Linked DNA regions of Capra hircus: all the other regions are linked to region 1. A link is a contact called in public Hi-C data. All regions are on one chromosome and are shown on one strand. Each heading gives the region's core, a stretch centred on a gene start, on an enhancer-like site or on the middle of the called end of the contact. The rest is flanking DNA. Distances are from core to core; before and after follow the strand shown.

Region 1 (3,042 bases), core at 543-3,042:
GCACAGAGTGAATGAATGCGGAGTCATAGCTTCCTCTCCGCAATGAAGCCATATGTTTCCTGAATTAATAGAGATATTATTTACTGCACATGTAAAATAGACAAAGGCCACTTCGTGATGTCATTTTCTTATAATTTCTTACAATTTTCTCTATGTTTTTAGAATTAGGACTGACTTTTTTGCTACAGAACTTAAGTTTAATTTCCTAACAGATGTGAAGGAGGGGTAGTTAGTTAAATAACTAGCCCTCTGAAAAAGTATGGCAACTTCAGTGAAAGCTACTCCTTTACATTGGTTTCACTACTTAGAGGTAACCTCACAACATGCTAATCAGTATTTTGCTGCCCATTTTACCTTATAATCCAAAGGATGGGAAAGATAAAGTTCACCATATAGATCTGATTAATTGAAAAGTATCGGTTCTTATTGCTGACATTATGAGGTTAGAAATAGCATCCTATGCTAATCTGCAATGCCAAGAAATGAAGATGGTTTAAATCAGATCTCATGACTAATGTATGAGATCCAAAGTTCTTTTATTCCTGGCTATTTTAGAAAACTGGGGTGTATTTTTACCCAAAAAACTAATTCTGTAAGATTTATTGAGATAATACAAAATGCCTTATTACAAACAGCTCGCAATCAAGATTTTGTCCTACTGATGATCATAGAAACTGTTCCTCAATTTCAAATTGTTTCAAAATTATGTATACATGCAACGGGTTAAGACCGGGTTACTTTCTGTGGGTGCTATTCCACTTTAATTGTACTTTATTGTAAGTTCATTTAAACAGAAAGAAATATATCTAGCAATAAAGTGTGCCTGTTATTTTTGCTTGTTTTTGTTTTGTTTATGACAAACTGTGAAATGCTGTGTTTTTCCTATAGTTTTAGTCCATGAAATCTGCACTCTTTCCACTTGATTTAGGAAGGACCCTTAATTACTGCTGTCATTAGCACCTAGTGTTCAAAACAGTCTGTTAAAATGTACTGTTAGTCTCACCTCTAAGTCCCTGCTTGCTTTATTTCATTTTTTTTCCAAGGGTAAGTGAAACAATAATTGCCCTAATAACAACAATCACATACATCGAATCAAATAACATTTCAAGTTTTTTGTTGCCTATTTCTTTTTCTTCAGAATTCCGCTTTTGTGTGTTAAGATTGGCCTAGAGTTTGAAAAAGTGTCCATAAGTAGGGTTACTACTACCGAGGACTTATTACCTGGGTTTTAAAAACAAGGCACTTATTTGCCTTTTTCTTTCCACATGGATATGGATGACAGACAACTGCTGCCAAGCTTTAATGTTTCTGCCTGGTCATGCACAGTTCTGCAATTTATGCATAAATGTATATCAACAACTTGGGATCGCTTGATAACCTCGCTCGGAATAAGGAAATCCAGCCAGGCGCGTCCACGCGGCCGTCCGCGCGTGCACACACGCACACATACACCCAGGCGCGAGCACGCGCGCGCACACACACAGACACACACACACACACACACAGGTCAAAAGTTGATTAATTCCCGAGATCCCCCAGAATCTTTTTCTCTTTTCTGCCAGCGCCGACTTCCCAGGCCGGGTGGCAGGGAGGCTGGGGGCGTGCGAGGGGCGGGGAGGAAGAGCAGAGGGAGGCGGGAGCTGGGTGCCGGGCGCCGGTGCGCGCCGCGCCCGCTCCTGCCGGGTGAGAGTCCGGGCCGGGTTTTGCGCCGTGTCCCCGGGCTTGTCTCACGGCCTCCAGCCGCCGCCGCTGCCGTGTTTACTGAGCTCGCGCGTCCTGATATCACTCCGCTGGCATGGAGGAGGAGGAGGAGGTGGAGGAGCGAGAGGAGGAGGAGGAGGCGGCGGCGGCGGCGGCGGCGAGCAGTTGATCATTGTGATGGTGGCAGGAGCAGCGGCGGCAGCGGCAGCCCAGCCGAGCGTTAGGGGCTGCTCTCCGCGCGGCGTTTTGCAAAGGACTTCACCGATCTACTTTTGCAGTCGCCTCGGACTGTCCATGTGTTTACTTCCCCCAGCCCGAGGATTCGATATCTAGGTTCCTGTGAAATGCAGCTGAGCAGCCAAAGTACTTTGAGAACACGGGGCGGCATAAACACCAAAACTTTTTTGTGGAAGGAAAATGCAATAAGCAAGCTTGCCGTTTTCCGATGCGGCGTGGAGTGAGTGTGTGTCGCGCGTGTCCGCACTGAGGCATATGCTTGTGTGTGTACATGGGTTGTGTTTTTCGGTACGTAGGGAGAAAATGCTTGCCAACCACCGGAAATCTCTTGGAATTTATTAGAAAATAATGGATTATGAAAAGAAGGCAGGCGCAGAGCGGATCTTCCCTTGAGTTGCAACCCGATTTGCTGCTGGCTCAGTTTGTTGTGATTCTTTTTGTTGATAGGTGTCTGATGGTATTCTGATAACACCCCCCTTTTTTCCCCTCGAGCTTTACAGTTTAAAAAAAGGAAACAAAAAAACCACCCCAAAATCTCTCCCCCCTCTTTTTTTTTTTCGCCCGGTCGGGATCGCTGTTTCCATCCATGTGCTTGCGTCTCCCCCGCGTTCCACTTAAACTATTTTAATCCTTGGACCCAAGGAGGAGGCTGATAGGGGGTGGATAAAAAAAGTTCTTCCAAAATAGTGTGCCCGGGGAGCAGGATGGGGGATTTCGCAGCCCCCGCTGCTGCCGCGAATGGCAGTAGTATTTGCATCAACAGTAGCCTGAACAGCAGCCTCGGCGGGGCCGGGATCGGTGTGAATAATACTCCCAATAGTACTCCCGCTGCTCCGTGTAGCAATCACCCGGCTGCCGGCTGCGGCACCGGCGGCTCCGGGGGCCCGGGCGGCGGACCGGCGGCCGTCCCCAAGCACAGCACGGTGGTGGAGCGGCTCCGCCAGCGCATCGAGGGCTGCCGGCGGCACCACGTCAACTGCGAGAACAGGTACCAGCAGGCTCAGGTGGAGCAGCTGGAGCTGGAGCGCCGGGACACCGTGAACCTCTACCAGCGGACCTTGGAGCAGAGGGCCAAGAAATCTGGCGCCGGCGCCGGCAAGCAAC
Region 2 (3,384 bases), core at 145-2,644, 84 kb after region 1:
TCGTCAAGCCTCAGTTTTCTCATCTGTGTATTGGCAGTGATAGCAACCTCAGAGAATACGAGCATTAAATGTTATGATATTATGAGCATCTATGTGGTGATAGATCTCAAGCACTGAACAGATGCCGAGTCTACAGTAAGCATTCACCATGGGAAACAATTACGGTTATTGTCTTTGCTACCAGTTTTCTTCCCCTTACAGGTCATTGCAGTGGCGGCTGAGGATTCTGCCCTAGGTGCTTTCTAAGAGCCAAGGAAAGCTGGCAGACAGCAGGAAAAGGGAGAGAAGCAGGGGCCAGCTGGAGATGAATAGTGACCCTCTGCCCATGCTTTTTCTGACTTCTTTGCTTCCTGCTTTGAACCTGGCTTTCTGTTTGGCTGGGACCCTTCAAGTTTTTCTCACTGATACCCTAGATCTGTCCAATCAAAGTACCAGGGTGACTTGTTGGCAGAAAGAAATGTATGAGGGATTTTGAAGACTAGTTTTTTCAGCTTCAGAAGCTATGAATATTGATTGATGTCCACTCTGCCCAAATGGCACCCCAAATCTGCCACCCCAAAGGATCCCCCTGATCCTGTGTTCCTGGTGTATTCCTAGCAGAGCACCTCATCCCCAGTAGGTGTTAGTGCCTGGGGGGAAGACAGAGCCAAAGGGCCAAGGAACTCCTCTATCCTGTCAGTACCAGAGTAGACGGAAGTTCATAAAAGATAAAGCTGAAATGGTAGATAAAAATCGGTACAGAAAAAAAAAAAATCGGTACAGAAAGCCAGACAGTCACAGATCTGTTGATTTCTTGTCATCTTCTGCCTCCCCTTGCCCCAGTGACACACGCGCGCGCGCACACACACACACACACACACACACACACACACACACACACACACACACACACACACACACACTATCTGTTTCCCAGGTGGAGTGCTGACTTAAATTTAGAGATGTTTTACCCTGGAATCCCTGTGGTTGAGATGAACACATCAGACCCTCTTTTTCTTCTGACATCTCCCGAATGAAGCCAGAAGAGACGGCAAAGGAGGGACAGTTTCAGCCAGCTTGCCTTCCTCTGATTCTCTCCGTGTTTTTCCGATGGAGAGGTACTTACGTCTGGAGAAGGAGGGATTGTTGGCAGCTATGGGGACCTCTAAATGGTTTTCTTCACTGTTAATACTGTCGGGGGAGCCGGTGGAATGGAAGCCGGAAGCGTCTGGGTAACCAACTGCCACTGAGGTGTTCGTGGTTGCTGTTCGGATCACAACGGGCCGTGTGTTCCTCCCCTTCCTCCCCCACGTCTCTAGCGCTGGCCTCATATCTCAGACACACACACATTCTTCAGATATCACGTTCTGGGACATTCTTGCCCCCCACTCCAGCCTACCCAAGGGACTTTTAGATAATGAATGAGAGCTTTCTTAACTAATGATATTCTTGACCATCTGTCCAGCTGGTCATGGAGACCATAAGGCAGATGCTGCTCTTTTTTTTTTTTTAAATCCCCATCCTTATAAAACTATAAATGTAAAAATTTCTGTCATTGGATCTGAAAGAGTATGTCTGCTCATCCATTTCCTTTTTTTTTTTTTAATGATTACTGTGAAGCTGTGGGCCTAAGAAATGAAGCAATTTTTTTTTTATGAAGTCCTGAGTTAGTGTGTGTATTGATATTTATTCTCTGCCGCTTTGAATTTCTCAGTGTTCAAAAAGTGGGCATTCATATCACTCTGTTGTTAATATTTAAAGTTTACAGGGGTGATGGGAATGTTGGGGTGGGGGTGGTCTCACCTCCGTGTAAAAGCTGTAAACTTAGAAAGCCCAACAAGTGTTGGTTCCCACCTGGTTTCCTGGAGGCTCAGGAATGTACGTCCAGGAAAAGGGTGGCAGGGTAAGCTGAATGGAGCGGCTTCAGAGCAGCCTGCAGCCTGTGTGGATGGCGTTTCGAAGGGAGGGAGGGGAGTGTGTGCGTGTGGCTGTGCGCACGTGTGTCTTCTGCGGCAGCTCTTGCAGACAGCTGTTGAGAGGCTGTCGGTTGTATTTGTCTTGCCCAACAGTGGCAAGGCCTGGTGCGGATCCCCAGGAACTGAGAGACAAAGGAGGGTGCAGGAAAGGAGACTTAGGCAGGCGATCCCGGAAGCTGGAGCTGGGGGCAGAAGGATGCCACCCTCCGATTTCTGTGGCACGCTGTAGTCTGTTCTGGGAAGTTTGGCAGTTCTCTCCGGGACTCTGGGCTGGCCAGGAGGCAGGGCTGCCAGACCCTGCTGTGAGGTTATTGGCATGAAGGACTTTCCCCCAGGGAGAGGGAAGGGGCTTTTTTACTTCCCAGTGATTTTTAAATGGTGACTATGTTGACCAGATGCAGGGGAAGAAATCATCTGTGTGGACCAACAAGTCTGAGTCAAGTTGAAATGCAGATAATAATGAGCCAAAGCCTGAAGTTGCCTTTGGGAGGTGGCCCCTGCCCCCTCAGCCACCAAGGGGCTCAGTGGAAGGCCTTTGCTCCCTCTGTGTTGAGGCTTTAAAGATGGTTCATCATCGCAGAGGTACCCTTTTTATTCCAAGGATTTGTTTTTCAAGATTCTGCTTTAGGCTTTGCTAGTGTAACTTGCTCAGTCATATCTGACTCTCTGACTCCAGGGACAGTAGCCCACCGGGCTACTCTGTCCATTGAATTCTCCAGTCAAGAATACTGGAGTGGGTTGCCATTCCCTTCTCCAGGGGATCTTTCCTACCCCAGGGACTGAACCCAGGTCTCCTGTATTACAGGCAGATTCTTTTACCAACTGAGCCACAGGGAAGCCCTTGGCTTTGCTAGGCAAAGGTCCATTTCCGTTTGATTCTTGGGTGTCCTGAACTGAAGAGCTGCTGTGCAGTTTGTTTGCTTGTTTTGGGGGTGCTGTCTTTACTTTTGAGGCTTGCCTTTTTCTCCTGTCCACACTGTGTTCTACTTTATTCTGATTATCTTCATCAGTGAACTGAAAAAGTAAGCTCCCTTTCAAAAGGGAGAAACGTTTTCATAATGGAAAAACCAGATTATAGTGGATTAAAACAAGATGCTCTGTAGGCTCAAAGTTGAAGTACTGACTTAAGTTGAATCATTTAGAGGGCTCCTTTCACAGGCATTTGTTTTATTAACATAAATGTGTGCAGCTCATTCAGCAAATGCTTCCAAAGCCTTTGCTTAGTGCCAAGTTTTGAAGTGAGTTTCAGAAATGCAGCGGTGAACTGGACAGATGTCACAGAACTTAAGTGCCTGGCTTGTCTTTAGTTTGGTATTAAAGAAAAGACAAACAACTAGCAACACAATCACAATAGCCAAGACATGGGAGCAACTTAAATGTCCATCAGCAGTTGAACGGATGAAGAGGATGTGGTGCATGCATGCAATGG
Region 3 (3,206 bases), core at 103-2,602, 100 kb before region 1:
ACAGCAAAAATAACAAAATTAAGGAATGAAGATAATGTCCATATTGCACCCCTCAACCCCTCCTTCATTCTACAGAGGGAAAGGGGTGAAAAGGGAATAAAAGGGCTGCCGCCAATCAAGGAAGTTTACACTTCAGCCCACCCTGATCAGGCCTAGTTACCACTGGTCTTTGTGCACACAACTCACTGCCTGAGGGGTTGTTCAGCCAGAAAGGACAGGGTGAGAGTCAGGGGGTGCTGGGCATCAGGACATTAAACAGCAGATCATACTAGAAACCAGGGCTCAGGATACAAGCTTTCTGGTCCCAAATGCATCTCTAATCACTTTCATGACTTTGGGCAAGGCATTCTACCCGCTTCCTGTGTACAACTGAGGAGGTTGGTCTAAGTGTTCTCCAAGGCTCCTAATAGCTCCTTAAAATTAGTGTCGTTCTGGTAAAGTGAGTGTAGGGAGGTTGTGAAATGAAGCATGATTATCCCTGTTGGCTGTAAAAGAAAAGGCCCTTGAAGGCAGTGAGAAAACAATCCACAAGGAATCCTTGTGCTGGGTTAGGCAACTATACAGAAACACAGAATTGTGTGTCCTGCATAACACCAGTACATGAGGCCATATCAAACTGGGTTCAGGTAAGAAAGCCCACATCTTAACGCAGAAAACCAGGCTTCTGAACCTGATCAGGCTTACAACTAAGCTGTGCCCTAGCTTCCTTACAATCTCTTTCCGTGATAATGTAGCACCTTGCGCACACAATTAAATGTCAGCCACAGAAAACATTTCCCTTGGCTTTGTTGTTCCAGAAGGGGATTCTTTTGTCCTCAATATAATGGATATGCAGAAACAATGATAGAACAGACTTTTTTTTTCTAAAGCGATGACAAACACACTGCTGCTTCCTCCCTCCCCCCTTTCCTCTTATCCCCACCCCCCAAAATAAATCATTGTATTTTTTTTTTTTAAATCCCATTGTCTATTGTCCACGGAGATTAAGATCTGCCTAGGAACCGCGCTGGCGGGCTCGAAGCTGCCGCGAGCAGCCGGTAGGTGGCGCACGAAGGCAGCGCAGGCGGGAGCTCGGGACCCATCCCGGCGGGGGCGGTGGGGGGCGGTGGGGGGCGGTGGGTGCGGGGGAATCTCACCGCCCCCACGCCCGCCCGCCGCCGCCGCCTTCCACCCCCTCCTCACGTGCTAATTGCTGAATACTCTACTGGGACTTGGGTTAAGGGAAAAGAAAGCGGGAATGGGAGGCGGGGGAGGGAGGTGGGGAATCCGGTTCCGAATACACAAAGCCTCCGGGGTCGGCGGCCGAGGAGCAGGGCGTCCCCTCCCTTCCCCCAGTCACCCACCACCGTCCGGCCGCACCCGGCGGAGGCTCCGGCCAGACGGGCAGACAGACCACTGGCGGTGGGAGGCGGGTGGTGCGGGGTGGGGATCGCCGGGGGACAGGGATCGGGGGTGTGATCTGGGTTCAGAGCCCCACGCCCCGGTCCTTGGCGCACGCCTAAGCCTGGATACCTCCCTCTCTAGCTCACCCATCCAGAGCACCTCAGTTGCTGTCCAGCCGAGAATGAGGCTGCCTTCCGACTCGGGCAAGGCCAAGGCCAGGACCGCTGCGGGCCCGGCCCCCAAGCAACAGGGTCGGGTGGGTCCCGGAGGAGCAGGCTCCCATGTGGCTGCCTGAGCCCGGCTGGAGCCATCCGCATGCGTCCCTCAGGAGGACTGGCGACCCTGCCCCTCCCTGGTCGCGGGCTGCCACTGTCACCCCGCCCTGAAAGGGCCACGCGGTCGTCCACGACCCTCAACCTCTGTCTAATAGAACATGGTGTTACATGCTTGATGGGCCTAAAGTCAGATGCCTGGGTTGAAATGTGAGCTTTGACACCTGGGGTCTTTTAATCTTGGGGATGTCCCTAAACTCCCCAATCTTCCTTCTCCCCAACTATTAAAAGCGGCAGTAATGCTTACCTTACAATAATGATGTGAGGATTTTTTAAAAGTGATGCTTAACTTAGCAGGAGGCCAGCCTAGAGTAACTTATTATTAACAACCCGACTCTCCTTGGAGCTGGAGGAAGATGGGCAGTTTGCTGCCCCCTGAGACCCATCTGGCGTCTCTGTCTCCTAGGCTGAGGAGAAGGGGGCCAAGAGATGAGCCGAAGAACATCCTTAGACTGGTCACTCCCAACAGCAAATGCCATTAGTTTGTCCCTCTTCGGCCCTCTGCCTCTATCTGTCTTCCTGCCCCTGATGCTGGGCCGTGGCAGTGTGGGGACCCTGTCCTCTCCTCCCTCTTTCCTGGGTATATGTTCTCTTCTCAGTTGGAAAGGTCTCAGAGAGTGTATAACATGGGCTCTGGGGTCAGACACAATCAGACTGGAAAATTCTGAGCCCACGTCTCCTAGCTGGGACATTGGGTGTGTCATTTAACCTCCCTGAGCTTCAGTTTGCAGGTTTATGAAATGGTGGTCATGATTCTTACCTAAGGGTTCCTCTGAAGATTAAAGGAGATAATGTTTCTAAACAGCCAGGTATGTGCTATCTGTTCAGTCGATTTTTAAGTTTACAGTTGAAATTAGGTCAGATTATCTTGCAGATCACTGGAGTTTCTGCAGACAGCCACCAAAGTTGAACCCCCAGAACTACTACCGTTGAGCGTCTTGTCTCCCTCCTGAGTCAGCAAGCTTTATTTGCCCTCCAGGAAGAGAGCAGAAATACAGTGAGGGCACATTCTCCCCAGAGCCTCACAGGTATAACTCGGACACTTAGATAGGCTTATTCAGTCTTTGAGGCCACCAAAGGCTCATTTTAGAGCAATACTCCATCTAGAAGTTTCTCTGGGGGTGGGCCTTGCTTTCAAGCTGCGTCTAAGCCATGGTGTGCGCCTGGATAGTGAGTGACTAGGTTACTGTCAGCATTTGTCACAAATGTGCTTGCTGCTACACAGCCGAGATGTGGTGGCTGGGGCTGGACACTGAACCACCCCCTAGTTGAGGCAGACAGGTCAAGAACGTTGACTCTTTTCTAGAAAGACACTTGGACATTACCATGAGCATCAGATTTGTATGGCTCTTGGGAAGAGCTCAGGTTTTGTTTTGTTTTGTTTTTTGTCTGTACCAAGTCTTAGTTGCAGCATGTTGGATCTAGTTCCCTGACCGGGATCTGAACCTGGACCCCCTGCATTGGGAGCACAGAATCTTAGCCACTGGACTG

What was found. Hi-C and Micro-C count contacts between places; a contact is called where the count stands out from the background.
Region 2: a contact with region 1 is called in a Hi-C map of blood, with 2.2 times the contacts expected there. The contact joins the enhancer-like site here to the promoter of MAML3 in region 1. A contact is called at or near these places in 2 of 5 Hi-C or Micro-C datasets (both in blood).
Region 3: a Hi-C map of blood shows a contact between it and region 1, with 2.3 times the contacts expected there. The contact joins the enhancer-like site here to the promoter of MAML3 in region 1. A contact is called at or near these places in 2 of 5 Hi-C or Micro-C datasets (blood and liver).

The regions. Positions count from the first base shown.
Region 1 is chr17:53,430,193-53,433,234 of ARS1.2, reverse strand. MAML3 (mastermind-like protein 3) reads left to right here and starts at 1,792. Exons shown (of 5, transcript XM_018061556.1): 1 at 1,792-3,042. The coding sequence starts at 2,643.
Region 2 is chr17:53,345,726-53,349,109 of ARS1.2, reverse strand. The region is part of intron 1 of MAML3 (mastermind-like protein 3); the gene reads left to right. Among named protein-coding and RNA genes, the nearest start is that of TRNAC-GCA, 64 kb to the right of the region's middle. Within about 2 kb of position 1,394, at least 2 of the 5 cell types and tissues checked have an H3K27ac peak or open chromatin away from gene starts, as enhancers often do.
Region 3 is chr17:53,533,782-53,536,987 of ARS1.2, reverse strand. No RefSeq gene overlaps it. Among named protein-coding and RNA genes, the nearest start is that of SCOC, 96 kb to the left of the region's middle. Within about 2 kb of position 1,352, at least 1 of the 5 cell types and tissues checked has an H3K27ac peak or open chromatin away from gene starts, as enhancers often do.